Linked DNA regions of Gossypium arboreum: region 2 is linked to region 1. The links are chromatin contacts, called in public Hi-C maps. All regions are on one chromosome and are shown on one strand. Each heading gives the region's core, a stretch centred on a gene start, on an enhancer-like site or on the middle of the called end of the contact. The rest is flanking DNA. Distances are from core to core; before and after follow the strand shown. Region 1 holds the start of LOC108480746 (protein SAWADEE HOMEODOMAIN HOMOLOG 1). Region 2 holds the start of LOC108480406 (putative methylesterase 14, chloroplastic).

Region 1 (5,679 bases), core at 1,807-4,306:
TTCCTTGTTTAGTCCTTCCGCTTCTTTGGCCCGCTTCAATTAGATCATTTTTGTTCTTTTTTTCTTTTGATTTTGCCCTAGAATTTTACTTTTATTGCATTTTAGCCTCGTGTAAGGTGCTGCGTTTTGGAGGGCAGAAATATTTTCCCTTTTGGTCCCTCTAAGTTATTGGCGCTTTTCAATGTGGTCCTTTACCTCATTTTTTATTCCGATTTATGCCCCTTAAATTCCATTCGAGTTTCAATCTAGTGTTTTTTGTGTTTATTCATTTATTTTATTATAATTTAGGCTCCAAATTTCATTTTAATTCCAATTTAATTCTTTATTTGCTTAATTTCAAACATTTATTCTTTTATTTGCACACTATTCTTGCTTTATTTTATTTAGTTATTTTTACATTCATTCATACATTTATTTATTTTTATCCTTGTATTCACTTATTATTCTTTCATTTTTATTTTCTTTCATTTTTATTTTCTTTCATTTATGCCTTCATTATTATTGGTATTTTGTTATCTATTATTATTTTTTATTATCTATTCATCTATCTTAGAGTAGAGTGATCATGGTTTGGATAGCTCGGCCCACCAAGGCTCGCCTTAAAAAATGGCTTGGGCAAAAAAAGGCCCTTTTAGAAAACGGGCAGCCTCGAGTAAGAGTTTTTGGCCCGGCCCAAATTAATTATATATTAATATATTTTTATTTTATTTTAATCATTTTAAAATTTTAATAAAACCATTTTTATTATATTGTCAATTTATGTATTGTTTTAATAATTGTTTTAGTATCATTTTATTTGTTTTAATATTTGTTTTTATGTTTTTAAATATATTTGATTTATTATATTTTTAAATTTTTTTATTTAATGAAATAAGAAAAAAATTAATATGGGTCGGGCCGGGTTGGGCTCGGGCTTAGCAATTTTATTTTGGATCGGGCTTGGACAAATTTTTAAGCCCATATTTCGGGCCCGGCCTAGTAGACGGGCCTAAAATTTTGTATGGGCCCGACCCGAACCCGGCCCAGCTCGGCCCATGATCACCTCTATCTTGGAGGTGTGCATGGGCAGGGTCGGGCCCACAAAAAATTCTGCCCATTTTCAATGCAGGGCCCGCCCGCCAAATATGGGTCTAGAAATTTGTCCAAGCCTGCAGGAAAAAATAGTAGGCCACAACACTTACCGACCATATTAAATTTTTTATTTTTTATTAAATAAAAAATTTAAAATATAATAAATCAAATACATTTAAAAACATAAAACAAATATTAAAATAAAAAACAAATAAAAATGAGACTAAAATAATTCTTAAAATAATACATAAATTAAAAATATAATAAAAAGTAATTATATTAAAATTAAAAATTGAAACAAATTAGAACTAAATTAAGAACCAAATTATATTAATAACAAAAGTTTTACAATATCAAAGTAACATTAAAAACAACAAAAAAGTAAAGTCAAAGTACTAAAGTTACTTAAAATTAAAATAAAAATATTAAAAATAATTTAATATTAAAATCAGTAGAGCCTGAGCAAAAAAAAAATCTTACCCGGGGCCCAGCTGCTTTTCTAAATGGGCCTCGTTTTTGTCCAAGCCTATTTTTCGGGCTTATATTTTTACCCAAACCCTTCTATTTTTTGGGTGAGCCTTCGGGCTGGGCCGGGCCGCCCGGTTCATGCACATCTCTAAAGTCTATCTATTTATTACCCTTTTTATACCTTTAAAATTAGATTTTTTTTTACTTGTACATATATTATTATTATTATTTTATTATTTCATTTATTTATATATTTTATTCCAAATTGTACCTTTAAATTTCATTTATATTTTAATTTGGTTTTATATTTTCAATACTTTTATAAACTATTTTCTCTTACATTATTTATGTATTTATTTTATTTATTTCTTTGTTTTTAAGTTGGTGTTGTCCTTTTATGTGTATGCTTTGGTATTATTACCATTGTTACTATCTATTTCATTTATCTTTGATTGTTCATATTATTGTTAAAATAGTGTACATTATGTGATGCTTGTAAATTGTTTTTATTAGTATACGTCATTTCGTTTTCTATATCATCGTTTCGTTTTCTTATCTCATTTCGTTAAAATCACGTCAAAAAATCACATTTAAATGTATTATTCAATAATAAGCCGTTTTATGTTATATCCCGAATAAGAAAAATACATTGTTTTAAATATTACGTTTGATATTATTCAAAAAAAGGTTTTCAAAATAGCCAATGTTTCGTATTTGGAGATTTGAGAAGTTGTACCATAACTTACGGGGTTTCGATTTTCTCGTTAATCCTAAATAATCGAACATCCTTTAAATTTTTAAATACATGAGATTCGATCAAATAATAAAGTAAAAGGACAACTTATTTTCAGGGATTTAATGTGTCGTATCCTAACTTACGGGAAATGACATGTTAATTACTTCGAAAAAAAAGGTCCTTTTACATGTTTTCAGTAATTCAAGAGATTTTATTTAAAATGCATAATGCAAAAAAGGATCGTATTTTAAATTTTTTTTCAAATTTTCGACTTTCGAGGCTAAGACATTAATTAATCAACTAGGTACTAATTTTGGGCGTTACGAGGGTGCTAATCCTTCCTCGTACGTAACTGACTCCCGAACTTATTTTCTAAATTTTCGTAAACTAAAAATATCATTTTAAGAAATCAAATCTCTTATTAAAATGATCAAATTATGATGTGATCCAATCACACTTCATAAAAAAAATTGATCGTGACTTTTTTTTTTATTTTTCATTTTCAAAATAAAAATAACTCCGTTTTCAAAAGAAAGATTTCGACAGTTAGAGTACCTCCAATTTCAACAATAATTCTATCGCAATTAGCATATCCTATCTTCACATTCATCTACAGTATTCATCTTTTGCTATTGCTGCCGAAAATGCCAATACTGAATACGGAATGTGAGTTCCATCAATATTTAGCTCGAAAGAAGAAGAGATGGTGGACTCTATGCTTGGTTAAAAAATTAAAAAGAAAAAAGAAAAATTCAATGGAAAAGAATTGGGTTGGGCCAGGTTTGAGTGTCCATACTCGCTGAAAAGATAGCAATAAAATTAAAAACCTCCGACATATTACATACTAATAATAGTAGAAGTAAACCTCAAAACAAAACCCAAGTTACTTTTGAAGATTCTGTGTCTGTCGTGTCGACGGCAAAGATTTTTCAGATTTTGGTCAGACATGGTGGACAACGATTCATGGGATTCCCTTTCTGAATTCACCTTAGCTGAGGTAAGTAATTCTCTCTCTTCGGCCTCTTCATTTCCCCTCTTTTTTTTTTCTAACTTCTTGACCACCCTCAATTCCCTCTCTACCTATGCTTAATCTTTCTGTTTTGATCATCGCATAAATGGAAGCGCCTTCCTCTCTTTGAATTCCCCTTTTGTATTGTTCCTCTTGATTTTCCCTCTTTAATCTCCCAAACATCCTCATTTTTTCCCCTCTGATTAAAAGATTCTGGAAATGGAGAACAAGTACAAGGCAATAGGAGATGAAACGCTTAATGAGGAATTCTGCAACAATCTAGCTACCAGATTCAGGTGATTTTTTCTATTTTATAAATAAAAAGATTATTATTTTTTCCTTACTTTGGGTTTTTTTGTTCTTACAGTTGCTCTTCAAACCGTCTTGGAAAATCTACTATAACATGGCAACAGGTTTGTTTTATTTCATTGTACCTACGGATTTCATGTTAAGTTCATAATGGCATTCACAAATCTTCTCTCTCTCTCTCTCTCTTTTTGTCTTTTAGGTCCAACTTTTTTTCCAAGAAAAACAAATGGAGGTACAAACTCAGCAAGAGTCATCAGCAATGGCCTTAAAGCTATTTGTTGATCTTTCTGGTGAAGATTCAAGCAAACCGCTAGAGGTCATGCAAAAGCGAAAAGGTTTACTTGTTGGCATCATAGTTTACATTTTTTTAGTCTAATTTATCGGTAAATATCTTATGGTTACTCGGGAATTGTTGCTTGATTCATCCTATATGACCTAGCTTTGTCTAGCTTTACTTGCTAGCTGCTACATCAAGATGTCACTTTCATAAAGTTTGAAGTTTTACAAGTGCTAAAAGGAATATTTTAAAACTTGCATAGCGAAAAGAATGAAATGAATGTCTGATAGTTTAACCATTATCGATTGACCGCTACTTGTCATAAATTAGGCTGATGTTAATACCCTTCTTTCAAACTCAGTTTAGAAGCAGAGATTACTATTATGATTAGCCTGCATTCTTGACTGAATTATGTCAACTAATCGAGCCAAAGCTACCATTCAAGTTGGTTCATTTCTAAGGCCAAGCAACCATATATACATATACAATTGGAGGCGATGGTTACAATTATCACTATCATGAATAGCACAAAATTTTAAAAGTAGTGTTTTATCCAACTTGCAAAGTTCTTCTATTTTTTGGTTGAAACTGAAACTGTATGGATTTTCTTGTATTCATTTTAATGCAGGTACAGTTGAAGACCTTAAGGAGTTGTCATTTGAAGCCAGATCAGCAAAAGATTATGCATGGTGAGGAAGACTATATTGATGAAGGCATGCAAAAGTCATTCAAATGTTTTTTGTCTAACCTTCAGAGAAGCCATTATAAGCCTACACCTTCGCTATTATATCTTGAAGTAAATTATTGACTCGAAATTTCAGGTTTAGATTGGATTTCAGTATCTAATTTATCAAGAATGCTAAGAGGATGTCCAAAATAGGAATCTAATAAAGCACCCCTTATTAGTCAAGTTGTGTGGAATCATGGACATTTATGGTAAAGATTAATCTCCCAGATGAATAGAAAAGAAACTAAGAAAGCCGGAAATAGTAAAGAAATGAAGTGATATTGCGGCTTGTATTTGTGGACGAGGTGCACTTAGGATCCAATGATGTGTGATATAGATTTTGGATTGGCCTTCCAAATTTTTGGCTGGACATATAGACGTTGTAATTCTATTGAATCTTTATTTTAATAGAATTAGGACAAAACCCAAACTATTTTTGGATCTTATGAAGGTCCTTGCGGCTTAAACTAGTGCATGTGACTAATATTTCTTTGGCTTTCAGGTATGATGTTGAAACATTTCTCAACTATAGGGTCCTTTGTAATGGTGAACTTGTAAGATTCTTGTACCGGTTTTGTATTTTATGATATAAAGTAGCAGGCTCCTGTATCTTACTGTGCTTGTTTTAATGCTTTCCTTTGTTGGTTCCTTTGTTACTGGTTATAGTTAACTATAAAAAAGGAGACTGCAAGTATTTATTAATGCATATGACCTGTTATATATTGTAGGAAGTACGTGTACGGTTTGCTGGATTTGATAAAGCAGAGGATGAGTGGGTGAATGTAGAAACTGCAGTGCGTGAACGATCTATTCCTTTAGAACCTTCGGAATGTGGTATGGTTAATATTGGGGACCTTGTGCTGTGCTACCTGGTATTTTCCTTTTACTATCTTATTTGATTAGATGTTGGTGGCCATTTGAATCACTCGGCACCTCTGTTGATCTATTAGGATAGAGAGTATTATCAACTCTACTGTGATGCGCATGTTGTGGATATTCAAAGGCAGACACATGATGATAAAGGATGTACATGCATATTCGTGGTCTGCTATGACCATGACTACTCTGAGGTATACAAACTC
Region 2 (5,685 bases), core at 2,643-5,142, 240 kb after region 1:
AGTGGACATAATATTCCATCAGAAAACGGTTAGTCTATCTGTAATGGATTGATTCAGTATTGATGTCACGTGCAGTATTACTACAATGTCATATCGATGATACCATTCAGCAGGTTCCAATAGACATTTTGTTCAGCATCCAGCAGCTCATAATATGAAGGATAATGGTTCTGTTACATAACATGTTCTTGAATAGTCCTTACCTGGTACTAGATTAATTACCTTATTAGACTGGCAAGAGCATGCATCAGCAAGCAATCGTGTGTGGTCTACATTTGGAAAGAAGTGTATGGATCAAAGAATAATGATGATAAATTATCGGTGGTGGTGTTGTTGTATGATCCAAGGTGCTTAGAAGTTTACTTTGAACCATACTGACCTTAGCTATGGGCTGGAGCTGGATCTTCCATAAGTGGATATTTCTTATTTTCATATGTCGTATTATCTTATGTTCTAAACTGTAAGTCTATTTGACAATATTATCAGAAAAAAGTTGATCTCGAAATTGAAAATTCATATTTCGAAGGATTAGAAATATCAAATTATAGTAATGGCCTAAATTCGTAAATATTGCATGGTACAAGGACCTTCAATACATTAATAACTTTTTTGGTACATTTCCTAAACCCTTCCAAGTCCAGACCCTGGCTAATTAAATTTTATGATATTATAGGCTGAAGCATAACCTACAACTTCCAGCTTACAGCAACTAAGGTAGTACTTAATTGGTTCTTAATAAAAAAGAAGTCAATGCATTGCTAGAAGAAAATGTAAATTACAAGGATGCAAGTGTATAACAGCTTTTCTCTTTACTGCAAGGAAAAAAAAATAATTACAGAAAGGTAGTTGTACATACAAGAACGGCATATGACAGTTTAAGAGCCGTACAATGAACAAACAGTTGTGTTCTGTGAGACAAATAGAAATAAAGGTTAAAGAATATGGTCCCTTTTCTTTTCTCTTCTTTATTGAAATTAAGCTAAGTAATCTGAACAATTTCTATTAAAATTTTGTGAAGCGACTGAGGCTTTGAGAAGAATGGGCAGTGATCACTCCCTTTAATCTTGTAAACTCCTTCTGGTGGGTTCTCTCTTACTAGTTTCTCTTGCACATCTGGTGAAAGAGCTCGGTCATCCAATGTCTGAATGTAGAACCGCCGTCCACTTCCGTACTTCTCGGGGGACAGTGACAGTTTCTCCATTATAGGACCCAGTGGAGTAGGTCTCATGGTAACCATGGCTAAAGCTACATCCTGGAATAGAAACCAAATATCATGTTAGAATAATATGATTCTATAAATGCACACAACATTTAGACTCGAGCACACAACATTTAGACTCGAGCATGGTATTAACATGTTAAAATGCAACGTAATATTCACCAATAAAACCAACACGAATCATCAGAAACTACGGTATCTTGAGTTTTGACATATATCACCTCTTGTTCAAAAAGTCTAATGATATAACTCCTTTCATGTTACGTTGTCCATGCAAACGATTGCAGCACTAGATTTCATTAACCATAATGTAAGACTACACCAAATAACAGAAGTGACATACACAACATTGATTGGCCCAAAAATGGCCATAATATGCATACTTCATAGCTAAAGCTTCAAACATTTAATTCTATGGTGCTCTTATTTCCAATACAACTTCAATAACCGTTGTTCAGTTGCCACAAATGAATAAGCAGAACAATAAATCTTAAACATCTAGCTTACAGAATGGTGGAGATCCTGCAAAGGGAAAAAAAAATGGATATTCAAGATTTACGAGGTTCACTGGTATGATGTTCTTGACCTGTAAGGCTGTAAAAGTACCTTTGTTGGTGAATGGTTGAAATATATCCCTTTCATTAACTGTTTCTCGAACATGAACCCTGTAGGTGGCTCATCTTTTCCGTTTCCATAAATCAAAAACTCTGACTCTTGCATGAAACGTTCAGCAGAACCAAGCTGCAACAAAATGAAGAGTTGAAGTAACATAGACTTAATGTAATTACTTGATGTACAAGAAACGGCAACAAGGCATCGATAAAAATACCTCTTCTGCAAACACATCGAAAGGTCTCTGACCATTAGACACCATTGTAGCACAAAGGAAGATTGCTTTGGAGATCTTTTCTGGGAAATTTTCTAATGCATAAGAAAGGCAAGCACCTCCACTGCTATGACCCACCAAAATAACCTTCATATAATTCATGAAATCAAAATTATTAACATAGCAGATGAATAAAATGCATGAGAATATCAAATATACTCACTTACCTTCTCGTCTTCGGGAAGGGCCTCTAGATATTGAATCAATGGTTTTGAATATTCAGCTAATGTAGTGACAGTGTTTGTATCTGTCAGATCAATACCGGAACCGGTCAGATCCATAGCAGTAGGTAAAAGACCCACTTCCTCCAACTGAGCAATTGTTTTATACCAACACCATGCTCCAAACCCTTCTCCATGTATCAGAACAACTCTTCTAAACTTGATATTTTCAAGAGACTCCACCACCTGCAAATAACATGAAAATAGTATCACAAATCACCTAGCTTTCATTAAGTTTATCACTGACCTTTTTCACAAGCTTTCATGGAGAGCATGATCCACAAATAGAAATAAAGAATGGTTCCCAGATTGCCTTTACATTGACATTGACCATAACAAAAGACCTCTTTTTTAAACTTTGAAATTGGATTAAAATAAAATAAAGCAGAAAAAAGAAGAAGAAGATATCTTTATCTTCTCAACTAAATTGTATTAGAGACTTGGAATCTACTTTGAAGATATAAAGCTCAAAGCACAGTGAATCGGTTAAATATTTTCCCTTATTCAATGAAAAAGCAAAAGAAGTGAACCATGATTGGCATCTTTTTTTTCTCTCAATATTTTGCTCTTGTTCTACAATCAATCATCAAAACCTCACTTTTTCAGCATAGATCCAGTCAACTAAAAGAGTAATTAACACAATGATTAGAGATGAAAAGTTGGAAACACACCAAGTAATTTAATATCGGTATTCAATAACAATTAATAGTAATAAAAAAAAACCACCTTTTTTTCATTATTAGCTAATGGATCAGTGTGTCTTCTAGAGCTGGTAGAGCCAATTCTCCTGGACATGGATCCATCAAATCTCTGAGACAATTGGTGCTGATGAAGAACCATAGACAAAGCTTGCCTATGCAAAAGCTCTTCTTCTGCAGCCATTTTCCTCTGAGACCTTCCCCCAGTTCTCCTACTTCTTGATCCATTATTTTCTTTGCTATCCTTCTTTCTCCTGTAAATGATATTACCCATTCTTCACAACACCTCAAAACAGGTTTTTTTTTTTTTTTAACACAACCCAGAAAGCTAAAGGATCATTTCTGCCAGGAAAGTTGAAGAAAGTCAAGAGATTCCCCAGGAAAGATGGGTTTTTTTTCAGTGAGCAAAAATTAGTATACAGCAAAAACCTTTCAGCTTCAAGATTTCATTATTTATATTTAGAAATCGTTGAAAAAAGAGATAAGAAGAAAGAGGAGAAAAATAAAGAGTTAGAAGAAGTAGGTTATAAATGCATAAAAAAAAAACATTAAACAAATGTGTTGAGACCTGCTTAATTCAGAGGCAGCCAACTAAAATTAAGTGACATTTATTGTGGTTTGGATACAAATTCTATCAACGGTAAAGACAGAGACTTTGAATGCTTTGCTCTCTTTGTCTACAAAATGAAGAAATGTTATTTATACTGTTTGTTGACCGTTGATTTGGGGTTATTCCAGTTTTACTGCTAAATGGTGTTCAATACAAAATGAAAAGAGTTTGGTTGGGGTAAGTAGGAGAGACATTTGTCTTATTTTTGGATTGTTTTTATCAAACACACCCCCCCCCCCCCCTCCCTTGCATGGTAGATGATTATTATAATTATAATACTTATAGTATTATGTGGTTTGAGTTGAAGGAGCAGTCACTGTTTTGTCTTGTATTTTATTCATTGATTTTGAGTTCTAACAATATTAATATAAATATTTGTTTTTGTAATTGTATTTAGGTTGTGGAGCCAATCTAATTTTAATTATAGAAGAAGTTGATGTGGTGGACGTCTTAAATGGACTAAAATAGTAAAGAGGTTTGTTTAACTTGTGGGGCACGCTTTGCTTTAAGTTCCTGTATGAAAGGAGAGGAAGGTTTAGTATTTAAAAGGTTAATATATTATTTGGTATTTAAATTTTTTAAATTTAGATTAGTATTTGAGTTTAGCTTTAATATTGATATTTAAACTGACGGAGCTTGAAATTTTGGGGAGAGGGTGGAATTAAATTGTATATTTTATGATAATAAAAAATAATTTTACCATTTTAATAATTTATATTTTATGAGGACCAAAGTATAATTTTTTATTACCAATTTAAAATTTTATAAATTATAAAGCGCCAAATTACATGTACTTAATTAGAAGACACACAAAACAAAAAAGAATGAAAGAAAAAAAAAACCTTAAACTTGAGCTATTTAAAATATAATTTGCACAATTTCAAAACAAACCATGTATCGTTATTATCTTGTGATGTGGAGTTGATCATCAATGATATCTTTTATAGTACCATTAATCTTGAATTTGAATATGTGACATTTTAATATTTAAAATAAAATTTAATTGATAAAGCATATCTAATTTTAATGAAGTTAATTTATAGTGTTAATTTTTAAATTAGGCGAGACTAAATTCAAAAGTAAAGATAGAAATTTTTGGGAGGTTGAATTAAATTATATATTTTTATGAGAGTTAAAATGTAATTTTATTATTTTAATAATATATATCTTTATAATATTTTAAAAGATTAAATCATAATTTTTTCAATTTTATGGGCCCAAATATAATTTTATCATATATTAACTTAAAATTTTATAAATTATGAAGAGCCAAATTTTAAAAATTCCGTTTTAGGGAGCCTATTAGACCTTAAAATTAAAGCGAAAAAAATATTGATTACAGAAAATCTTAACCTACCTTCTCGTAACAAACATTTTTTTTCATTCCCTTTTCAATAAAACCCCCTTCGTACAAGCAATTCCAACACCGTGTGGCCTCTTTCTTTAATTAGATCGCTTTGTAGTTATCCTCTCCTACCCACCAAACTGAGTCTGCTCTTTTTACCCTCTTTTTCTCCATATATGAACTGAAAATTGAATCTATAAATGGGAAATTAGGGGTTTATGACAATCCTTGCAATCACCAAAGTGCTGATTCTGATATTTAAACTTCTAAACCATGGATCTAATTTCTTTAAATTTTTAGATTTTATTGCTGGTCCTAGTGAGAAAGAGAGAGGATTAGGATTCAACAACCAATTTAAATAGTAGAATAAACAGAGCGTCTTCCACATTTTATTTGGTCTAATTTTGTATAAGCGGGTGAAGTTAAATGTACCACAATTAATTTTGTCTGTTTTAGGTCCCTGCCTCGATCCTCAATTAGTTTATGAGCCTAATTTAATGATGACCTTAGAACCAATAATAATATCGTGGTGTTTGACCAAACCATATGGCTATTGTATTTCTATTTAATTTTTAGTATAAGATGGAAACCCCAAGTGAGACAAAAGACAATTCATGATTCATCCATTAGAAGCTTAAACTTTACTCAACTACTCAGATTTTTCAGTGCTGGAATATTACCAATTTGATTATGTAATATTCTCCTT

Evidence for each region. A called contact is a pair of places that touch in the nucleus more often than the background predicts.
Region 2: a Hi-C map of leaf shows a contact between it and region 1, with 3 times the contacts expected there. The contact joins the promoter of LOC108480406 here to the promoter of LOC108480746 in region 1. A contact is called at or near these places in 2 of 5 Hi-C or Micro-C datasets (both in leaf).

The regions. Positions count from the first base shown.
Region 1 is chr10:8,349,476-8,355,154 of ASM2569848v2, forward strand. LOC108480746 (protein SAWADEE HOMEODOMAIN HOMOLOG 1) reads left to right here and starts at 3,057. Exons shown (of 9, transcript XM_017783839.2): 1 at 3,057-3,272; 2 at 3,495-3,580; 3 at 3,652-3,697; 4 at 3,793-3,928; 5 at 4,499-4,559; 6 at 5,100-5,151; 7 at 5,326-5,469; 8 at 5,548-5,667. The coding sequence starts at 3,222.
Region 2 is chr10:8,590,113-8,595,797 of ASM2569848v2, forward strand. LOC108480406 (putative methylesterase 14, chloroplastic) reads right to left here and starts at 3,893. Exons shown (of 6, transcript XM_053020455.1): 1 at 3,593-3,893; 2 at 3,053-3,278; 3 at 2,273-2,512; 4 at 2,049-2,192; 5 at 1,826-1,960; 6 at 730-1,252. The coding sequence starts at 3,208. The coding sequence ends at 980.